2 separate regions of the Mus musculus genome follow, and region 1 is linked to region 2. The links are chromatin contacts, called in public HiChIP or PLAC-seq maps. All regions are on one chromosome and are shown on one strand. The core of a region is the stretch at or near the end of the contact, and the rest is flanking DNA. Distances in the headings are between cores, read along the strand shown.

Region 1 (5,375 bases), core at 1,588-4,087, 130 kb before region 2:
GAGCTCTTGATTTTGTTTTTTTGTTTTTTTGTTTGTTTTTTTGTTTCTGAGACAGTCTCATATACTTCAGACTGCCCTCAAATTAGCTATTAAACCATGGCCGGCCTTGAATGCTGGATCCCCCTGCTTCTGCCTTCCAAGCACTTCCATTAGAGACGTGTGCCAGCACCCTTAGCCTGGTAGCTGTCTTACATTTCATCAGCCTGAGACTTTTCTTACATTTTCTCTTAGATGGAGATGATTTGATGAATTCTCATTATTATTATAAGAGAAATTTGGTAAAAGTCCCATTCATTCTGTTTTTCTTCACCTGTGGACACCTAGCACAAGCTTTTGTTCAGTAGTTAACAATCTGCCTCATGACTTCAGAAGTCTGTGTTGACCAATGTAGTATTCATAGATGAAGTTAACAGTAAACTAAGACAAATGGGAAGTGTGTGTGTGTGTGTGTGTGTGTGTGTGTGTGTGTGTGTGCATGTGTGTGAAAGAGCATTTTGGATATTGAATGTGGGCCCTCCTGTTTGCAAAGCAAGTGCTGTCTTTACCCAAGCTGAGAGATCTATCCACTCTGCCCTCACATATGTTTTGGAAAGTCAAAGGCTTGTTCAGCACATGGAAAGGCCCTGCTTTGATTAGCACTGCTCTGGGTCCTGAGGGTAGAGCTGCCAGAGACTCTAAGTGGCTTGGGACTGTTCTCTAGTTTTAGGGAAGAGTGTCCCCGTTACTGAGTCATAGATTCTGGCAAGGCACACAGGGCTTGAGTCTCGCTGCTGTCAGACAGCAGGCAGCATGAGTTTCCTGTGTTTTTCTGCCAGTTTTCTACAAACCTCAGGTTGTCTGGGGCTGACACAGGGAGGAGAGGTGGACAGACATGCCTCTGGAGGAGGAACTCTGGGATTGAAGAATTTGTCCCTTTCAGAGGCCATGGGATGAGGCTGGTCCTGCTCCAGGGGAAGGCATTACCTCATCTCTCCAAGGTTGCATACTGCAAACAAAACCCCTAACAACCAGCCTAGGAGAAACTGCAAGAGCCTCATGTTTTCCTTAAGACCAGCATGACAATACATGGTCCCTCCTAGGGTCCTGTAGTAGCTGGCCTGTCCCAGTCCAGGGACTTGGTAGCAGGCTGCTTTACTCCATCTGGGACCCTGTTGCTGTTAGCCTTCATGATCTGCCTTTGTGCCCACTGTTGCTACCCCTTCTGTTGTTACCAGCATCATCTTTGTTCTCACACATCAGTGAGACTTTGCCTGCATCCCAAAGGCTGAACTGAGTCTCTCAGTAAATTACCAAGCAGTTTCTTCAAAGTATGAACATCCGATTCAGGGATACTTGTGCCTCAGGAAAAGCCAAGAACCTAGTTTTGTCTGGGCCAATACAAATCAGGGTCTCCCTGAAGAGGGCTTCCTGACTCTGGGTCTGTCAGCTCTCACATGGTCTCCATTGCAGGAGATGACAATGGTCTGTCTTTTTCATCTCTTTGTTTCTAGTCTTAGCTCATTTTTGTTTTGTTTTTTTTTTCCTCTTCTTTTCTTCTTTTCCTTGTAGCTCTGGCTGGACTGATGCTGTCTATGTAGTCCAGGCTGGTCCAGACCTTGCAGCAATTTTCTCATGCCCCCCTGCTGAACACTGGGATTGCAGGCTTGCATGGCCACACCGGGCTTGCTCTTTACAGCGTAGCTACGCCTAGAGATTTTGCTTTGTGAGCTGTTCAGAAGAAGGAAAGATAAAGATTCTGAGATCTACTCATAGGAAGGTATGTAAAGAGCCAACACCACTTGTTCTCCCTCGGGATTGAACCACTGTATCGGAATGAGTGCCCAAGAACAGAAGTAAGGATTCTTAGACAAGATGCTCTAACATGGGGATCCCGGAAGGCTCTTTCTCCATCTCCAAATAAGATGATGTGATATAGTGATAGACATCCCTTACTGTTCTCTGGATTCCAGTGGTGCTCATTACAGGGAACCAGCTTGTCCTCACGCTCTCGTTAATAATGTGGAGCACAGTAACCCACCACGACAGTTCCTGATAGTGTGGACTATAACTAAGGACAGAAGGAAAGAAGAGATGTTGGGAGGATGTTGGCATGCAGGAGACAGTTGCTATGTTGAGGCAGCTGATTTCTAAATATGTCAGGATGCGAGTGACCTGCACAGGACACATGGCTGAAGGAGATACATGAATATGTGCATAATTTTTATGTAAATAACTATCTCTGAATTTTAGTTAGAAGATGGCACCATGGATTTAAAAAACTAAAACAGTCACTTTCTCACCAGGTCAGGATGTTACAAGGCTATCCAGTCTGTGTGGGAAAGAGAAATGTTGGATACGTGAAGGAATGTATAGGAAGTCTATGTAATCTTTGAAGGAGAATTGAAATCTGCCACAGAATAAGAAAAGAAATGAATACCACTTCTAATACAATGACTTTGCCAAGTTACGTTAGAAAAAAATTCATGTCACTGACAAGGCAAAGAAAGTGGCATTTGTATTCTCTGACAGTACAATGTGTTTGTGGAATGGATTTGGGTACGTGGGGAGGGGAGAGAGGAACTATACACAGAGAATAAGAAGTAGAAAAACATTAAGCATTTTTGCTCTACATAACCGTTACTAAGAAGGATCGTGTTAGCGTCTCAAGGAGAAATACGTGCTGACGGAGGGTCTGAACTTCAGACCGGCACTCAGGTTGTCATGGAATGAGAATCATGGTCTCAGATTGCAGCCAAGAGCTCAGCCCCATTATGGCAGCGCAGCTCTTAGCCTTGGGGACTGTAGGAGTGTGAATTGATCATACAGAAATCCTTCAGATTTCAGAACACAGTAGTAAGATTGCAGAGTCCTCTGGAATGTGCTGCGGTAGTCAAAAACCACAAATGCTGGTTGAATTGAGTTTGCTCAGGGTTTCTCGAAAAGAATTCAACCAAGGTTGGCATGGTGCCACATGCTTTTAACCCCAGCATCCAAAAGGCACAGATAGGTAGATCACTGTCTGTTCAAGGAGACCACAGGGAGTTTTAGGCCAGCCAGGGTATATAATGAGACCTTGTTTAAAAAGAGAGAGAAACCAATCAAAGATGCTTGTCACTCAAGGAACTCTAGACATTTGTCATGAAGCTTTACGTGAACTCGATTTTTAATCATCTCTTGTAGAGGCTTAGTTTCTTGAGAATTGCCCTTCGTCGGGCAGGGGATGCAGCTGAACGGTAGTGTGCTTGTCTAACACATGGAGTTCCCTGGGACAGGCACCCAGTACTGGGAAAGAAAATCACCTTTCTTCCTGGAGAAAATTAGTCACCTCTTGAATTAACTCGAGGCCACTGCCTGTCTGAACTAAAACTAAAACTAACCGCCCTGGACATATGACCATGACTGTCCAGCTTGCAGTGAAACAAGCAAGGAAGAAATTCTTCCAGAGACCAAAAGAAGTCTAGGAGGTGTTAAAGAGTTATGAGTCACCTTCAGCACACACCAGCAGGCTTATTGGCAAAGCTATGGAGGCCAAGACATGAGAGAGATCAGATGAGAGTCTACCTAGTCCAACATTGAGGGATAACTGGACTAACATATACTGAGCTCCAATAGCCTTTTCATGAGCTCACTGATTCAACATCTCTTAGGTATCTCATGGCTTAACAAATTGTGGCAACCAAACTTGGATTTGCTACATTAACATTGTTGTCGTTTATCACAGCACTGAGCAAATGAATGACATTGTTTGGTGTGTCATCAGAATTTCCCAATTGATGGTACTAAAGGGACACATTCAGCTTCCTCATAAGGGCTCCTTCCCCAGGGAGACACAGTACACACGCCTTAGAAACAACAGTGCAAGCGGATGGAGCACATGCTGCGCTCCCCACCCACTTCCTTCGAGAAACTTGGAAGGAGCCATTTATTGCTTTGAATCAGCTTCTTTTATTTCACTTATTTCTGATTTAGTCCCCTTCCTCATCCCCAGACTTGTATTGAATTGAACATTTTAGATAGTTTATAAACCTTGTGATAATTTGAGACACAAACCTTAGCAGTGGTTATGGGGGAAGAGAGAAGCAATCCCGAGGGAGACCTTAGGGTCTCAGAAAGAACAGGACATTGGTAGCCAAATAAGAATGGAAGGGGAAGGAGGAGGGGTCTGTCACCCAGTCCTCGCTTAAGGAAGGAATGGACAGGATGCTGAGAAGGAACACCTGTCAACGAAAATGCGTTGCAGGTGATAGCAGACTGTAAGAGGTCCTAAAGAGGGACTTAATTAATGTCTACACAGTGAAAGCCCAACCCAAGCTTCTATGTTTCATCAAGCAGATCTTAGGAGTTCTGGATTGCTGTGCGATGTGAGGAGGTATGGAAAGGAGGGATTGCACTGGAGGCCCCACAGGAGCTGGAAAGTGCATAATCACCTTGCTCGTTTTTCTCAGTTTTCACTGTTGGCGTGGAGAATGAAGAAGCTTGGCAGAGAAGGTTTCTGAGTCACAAGCTAATCAGTAGCAGAGACAAAGTAGAGTTCAGGCATCCTGACTCAAAATTTACCATCATATCTCCTTGGTTACCATTAAGGATCCGTTACATCCACATGCTAAATGAAGGCTTGAATTAAGTGCTGGCATTTGAGACTAAAATGAAAAAGGCACATGAGAGGGGAGGGAAGTGTGAACCAATGTGATAGTGTGAGAATGGAGTGAAGTATGAACCAATGTGATAGTGGAGGCAAGTGTGAACTGGTGTGATAGAGAGTGGAAGCAAATGTGATCTGTGTGATAGAGTGAGAGTAGAGGCAAGTGTGAACTGGTGTGATAGAGTGAGAGTGGAGGGAAGTGTGAACTGGTGTGATAGAGTGAGAGTGGAGTGAAGTGTGAACTGGTGTGATAGAGTGAGAGTGGAGGGAAGTGTGAACTGGTGTGATAGAGAGTGGAGGCAAGTATGATCTGTGTGATTGAGTGCGAGTAGAGAGAAGTATGAACTGGTGTGATAGAGTAAGAGTGGAGGGAAGTGTGAACTGGTGTGATAGAGTGAGAGTGGAAGGTTGTCCTTTGTCTTCCATAAGCATTGTGGTGAGTATACACCCATACTCACAGACATGAACACACACACACACACACACACAGGGATTTGCTACATTAACATTGTGGGGAGAGATTTTTTTTTTTAAAAAGAATGGAAATTATCCCCTTTTTGTTCTGGAAGTCCAAAAACCTGACCAGAGGCCCAAGGGATAAAGTTGGGGTTTGTCAGTGTGACTTCCCTCCAGAGGGACATCTTGTTCCTGCCTTTCTTTTGGTATCCAGAGGTAGTGTTGTTCTCAGCTCATGAGTCTCTTCCATCTTCATATTAAGAAATACCTTATCCTGTCTTTCTGAGTGGCCTCAACC
Region 2 (4,997 bases), core at 2,144-4,643:
TAGTTTAGAAGAAAAGGCAAAGCAATTTTTGACAAAGGAAAAGATAATATATTCTCAGTGTCTCTTTTATTCAGTTGATTTAGGTTTTTTTGTTTGTTTGTTTGTTTCTTTTTGAGACAGGGTTAAACTCTATGTACTTCAAGCTGAATGTGAACTCACTATGAGTCCCAGGCTGGCCTCAAACTACAGCAATCCTCCTGCCTCAGCCTACTGAGTGCTGGGATCGCAGGCATGCACACCGCCATGTATGGCGTCACTGTTGTTCTTGTGTGTGTGTGATAGGAACGCGTTTGTGTGCACACAGGTGTGCATGCATATGGACCACAGACGGCAGGCAGTCTCAGGATTAGGGTCTCACTGAACTCAGAGCACATCCATTTGGTCATTGCATGGCCAGTGAACTCGCCTGCCTCTATTCACACACCACTGGAGCTCCAGGCACGCACAGCCACACCCAGCTCTTACATGGGTGCTGGGGATCTGAACTCACAAACTCATGCCTCTACAGCAAGTACTTCATTGGCTTCACTGTATCCCAGTCCCTGTCACCAGATGCTTAGAGGGTGGCCGATAATCAGTTTGTTGCTATGGAAACAGCAGAGGGGTGCATTTTAAAATAATAAATAGGGTAGAATGTAGATGCTCCCACCAAAATGAAAAGATCAGACAAAATTATCTCAAAATTAGTGAACTCTGAGCACCAGAAACAATCCCCGTCCTGGAAATACCCCCACGGATAGTTTCTTAAGCTCTAATAATAAATAGATAATTGTCTTTGGACTTAGCATTTTCAAAGGTGTTCCCCAGACATTCCACAAGGTCCCTCAGGATCCGTCATTAGGCATTCCTTCATCCTTTTCTTCTCTTGGTTCCAGTCGTTTCCAGTCACTGTTAAAGCCATACTAGATAAACGTTTGGGACATGCCTGGGATGTCCCAGGACTGCCCATACCCACACCAGTGGGCCACTGCTGTGCCATCCAATACTTGCTTCCTCTAGGATATTGCTCTGACAGCTGCTGCTGGGAAGACAGTTCCATAGGATGTTGCTGGTATCCCAATGACAGTGTTACTAACCTGTGTTCCACTTTCCTATTTGCATGTATGTCTTGCTAGCCCAAATGTTCCTACAGGCAGTGAGTGAATCGTGTTTGCTCTGTATGCCTTCACGCAGGGCACGTGTTATAGGCCATACATTTCCCCTAAATGAGGTGGGTTTGGGGGCCACATAGTATGTTTCGCTCTAGAAAATACTCATTCCATGTATAAGCTGCTATTTCTCTCATAGTTGAGAATAGTTGAGAATATTAAACAGGCATTTTTTTTTCTTTTTCAGTAGCTCACTACTGCATCTGTTGGAAGCATATTTCTTCTGTTTCTGGGGACACTGGCTTCTTAGGCCTTTGAGCCCCTAGAGTCCTCCTATTCTGGTGGAATTATCTGATAATTCTTACTTACATGTTTGTGGCATAATATGTGATTGCTCTCAGGAGCATTTATGGTTTAGTAGTGCTTTCTGGGGAACACAACTGTTTAACTTGAAAGAACGAATTCATTTCCATAAGTGCATTGGCATCCACTGTGCAGCTTGGGTAATGGATATGTTTTAAGGAACCAGGGTGACACTTTGTTGACCCTAGAATCACACCAGGCATGCTGGCTGCCTGGTGTACATTTGCATATTTAGTACCTCCAACTGGGAAGGCATTCCTCTTAGCCTGCCTCTGTGAGGGCTCCTTAGTGGATGCATTTGTGCCCATTACACTGCCTGCTCGGCGCTAATCTGAAGGTCACAGTGCCAGGCGCATTTCAGTTCGCGTGTTATTCTGCCTCACCTCCTCGGATTTTCTCACTTCTTTGGAACTAGAAACACATAATCACAGAACACTTGAGCTAATTCCCCGAGAACTTGTTACAGATCGAGCGGGCTTCTCGGCTGCTGACTGGTGTGTAAGAGGATAGTCTTCTTGCTGAAAGTGAAATTCTAGAGGCCTCAGATGTCTGAACTCTTTCCAGGGTGGATTGCTCAAGAGGAAACAAACTGCACGGTCCTGTATAATTGCTTGTTATTTTGAAGACGGAAATGTTATGTGTATTTTTCTTCCCCAAGGGCCCTGTGGAGGACAGGATCCTGCTAGTGTTTTTAATAGATCTGTTTGATACTGCCAATACACAGAACTCACAAACAAGGGAGGCTCATGTCCATTTGGCTGAACAATGAAATACTGCAGAAGGACTCAATTCCTACTGACAGAAAAGTCACACGGGGAGTTTCAGACGAATGTATGAAAGAGACAGGTAGATCTAGGTTGTGTGTGTGTGTGTGTGTGTGTGTGTGTGTGTGTGTGTGTGTGTGTGTGTGTGTGTGGTGGTGGTGGTGGTAGGGGGAACATGCTCTTAACGTCTTAGTTATCCTAAAAGGCAAGGCTCGTAGACCAGGGCACACTTGGAGACTCAGGGCTTGGAGGTTTGCCTTTATCTATCTGTGTTAAAGTCTTCAACTGTGTTTAGCCTGGGTGATGGTGGATCAGGTATTTCTGTGCCATGTGCCTCAGTTTCCTGTAAATAGAGAGAGTGGCACATGCCTCTTTAGAGGATTTGTGATTATCAACCATATTGAAACATGCAAAGATTTCACGGCAATGGTTGGCACACCTGTGGACCTCACTCTTGTTATTTGTTGCTTCTGTAATGGGCTCTGCACAGTTGACTCAGAGAGAACAGTTGCTTAGGAAATAAAGGCACATGCTTGGGGGTCTGAGGAGATAGCTCAACTGGCAAAGCACTTGCAGAGATCTCAGTCTGATGCCAAGAGCCCGTGTTAAAACAAGCTTGTGTGTGCTTGTCATCCCAGCGCCGAGGGGCTAGGGGAGGATGGGTCCCTCAAACTCGTTGGCTGGTCAGTTCAGACTGCTTAATGAAAACCTACTTTTCCTTCACACAGACACAGAGACACAGACTGACAGGCAGACAGGTATGGACACATGTACATACCCCCCTCCCACACACACACATTCACACATACCCCTACACACACATACATCTTCCCCAAACAAAGAGGAAAATTTTCAGAGCTAAAAGCAATTTAAATTTTGGCGGTAAAGACTATCTGGGTTTTTCTTTCTCCATGAGAAATTATGTTATAAAGAGGAAAGCACGTGAGCACCCAGTGGTGTGCTGTCTTAAGTATCCTTTGGCCATGTGTGTTTGGCTGAAAGTCTTCGCCCTCGGAACCAGGCATTGCCTGTTTGAGGAATGCTGTCTGCTTTGAAAGCCAGCTCCGAGGAGTTCACTTGGTTTTGGCCGTTTGGGTTAGGTTCTATGTTGTCTAATCAGAACTGGATGGGGATGGTGCCGGTGTGCAACTCCCTTCCAAGAAAAACACTGGGTGTTTCAGGAAGTGGGCGAGTGAGTCAGCGGACTGCACTTTTCCTCTGAGTCAGTCTCGGACTTGCTGGAAACAGGCTTGACTTTCACCCAGAGTTCTGCTTTTCCGATCGAATGTTCCATCGGGGTTGACCTCGTACCACGCTGACAGAAGGCTTTGTTAGTGTGTGCGCTCACACGGAGTGTCTTAGTGAGTGTGCCCAGTGAGTATTTAAAAGAAAAATCTCAATTCAAACCTACATCCTTAAACTAGTTTCGCCTCCGTGACAGTTTTGCTTCAAGCAGGGTCATGGAGAGTGGTTCTTCACTGCAAGATTTAAAAACCCTAACTTCATGCTGTATGGTTACTGAATGGAAGAATGAGGTATGCCCCAAGGTATGGCTGAGGTGGTTGTATTGAAGACATGAAGGAGATCGGTCAGATGTCCTTACTATTGACTTCCTTAGGGAAATCTTTTAGAGAGAGATGGAGGCAGGTGGAGAGATGGTGCAGCGGTTGATAGCAGTTCCTTCACTTCAGGAAGACCTGAGTTTGATCCCCAGAACCTACACTGGGCAGCTCCTGAGCTCAGAGAGACATACCTGGCTCTGGTCTCCTAGCACTGTCGCAGGAAAGAACAGAGTCAGTTCTTTTCTAAGAGTAAACTGCTGTAATTTGAGTCCTGTAAGGTCTGCAAAGCCGGTCAGGTAGCTGTGGGGCTTTGTGGGTAGTTGTCTTAGTTAGGGTTTTACTGCTGTGAACAGACACCATGACCAAGGCAACTCTGATAAGGACAACATTTAATTGGGACTGACTTACAGGTTCAGAGGTTCAGTCTATTATCATTGAGGCAGGGACATGGCAGCATCCAGGCAGGCATGGTGCAGGAGGAACTGAGAGTTCTACATCTTTCATCTGAAGTCTACTAGCAGAAAACTGACTTCCAGACAGCTAAAATGAAGGTCTTAAAGCCCACACCCACAGTGACACACCTACTCCAACAAGGCTATACCTCGAAACAGTGCCATTCCCTGGGCCAAACACAAACAAACCATCACATGATGTGCCTACCCTTTTCATTTACACTAGTAGACTGATAATTTTTCTTTTCTTTTCTCTTCTCTTTTCTTTTTAGTTTTTTAATCTTAAGCACTTGGGCTTGGGTTAGCTGGAGGCGTTGGTTTTTCTTTCTGGCGCATAGTCATTGTAGGTCCTCCCCACACCCTCCCCCATTTCCTCCCAGTCAGGGACAGTGCTGGCTGCTGGCTTCTCTGAGGTTTGAACAGTTGCTTCTGAGATTAAGCACCATTCCTGTAATGTGTCCCCCATATCTTATAAAAATCTGAATGCTGGTTTATTTCCTAGAAAAATTTCCACTTTATCATCTTGGAATGGAATGGTTTGGCCCTTGGCAGAGCAAAGAGTTCTCAGCTAAGGACTTTGAGAATGGTACTGTGAGATTCTCATGTCTGCCTAGGAGTGAAAGTTTTTATAAAACAAAAGATAGAATCTCCAGCAGCTACACACTGTGTTATAGGCAAGCTTTGTGGAGACCCAAGAGAAGAATGCATCTTTCTATGTTTTCCCCTCACTCCAGAGATCAGTGGACATGCATGCGCACCTCCTACCTG

What was found. HiChIP or PLAC-seq counts read pairs in DNA pulled down with a chosen protein or histone mark.
Region 1: an HNF4G HiChIP or PLAC-seq map of pancreatic cancer cells shows a contact between it and region 2. The contact joins two enhancer-like sites. A contact is called at or near these places in 2 of 484 Hi-C or Micro-C datasets (conventional dendritic cells and embryonic stem cells), 3 of 115 datasets of contacts at active chromatin or transcription factors (bone marrow-derived macrophages, embryonic stem cells and pancreatic cancer cells) and 1 of 9 other capture datasets (adipose tissue).

The regions. Positions count from the first base shown.
Region 1 is chr6:137,686,298-137,691,672 of GRCm38.p6, reverse strand. No RefSeq gene overlaps it. Among named protein-coding and RNA genes, the nearest start is that of Gm38915, 14 kb to the left of the region's middle. Within about 2 kb of position 2,837, at least 27 of the 459 cell types and tissues checked have an H3K27ac peak or open chromatin away from gene starts, as enhancers often do. A contact at or near this core is called in adipose tissue and pancreatic cancer cells, where this site is marked.
Region 2 is chr6:137,557,472-137,562,468 of GRCm38.p6, reverse strand. All of the region lies in intron 2 of Eps8 (epidermal growth factor receptor pathway substrate 8), which reads left to right. Among named protein-coding and RNA genes, the nearest start is that of Eps8, 89 kb to the left of the region's middle. Within about 2 kb of position 3,393, at least 208 of the 459 cell types and tissues checked have an H3K27ac peak or open chromatin away from gene starts, as enhancers often do. A contact at or near this core is called in adipose tissue and pancreatic cancer cells, where this site is marked.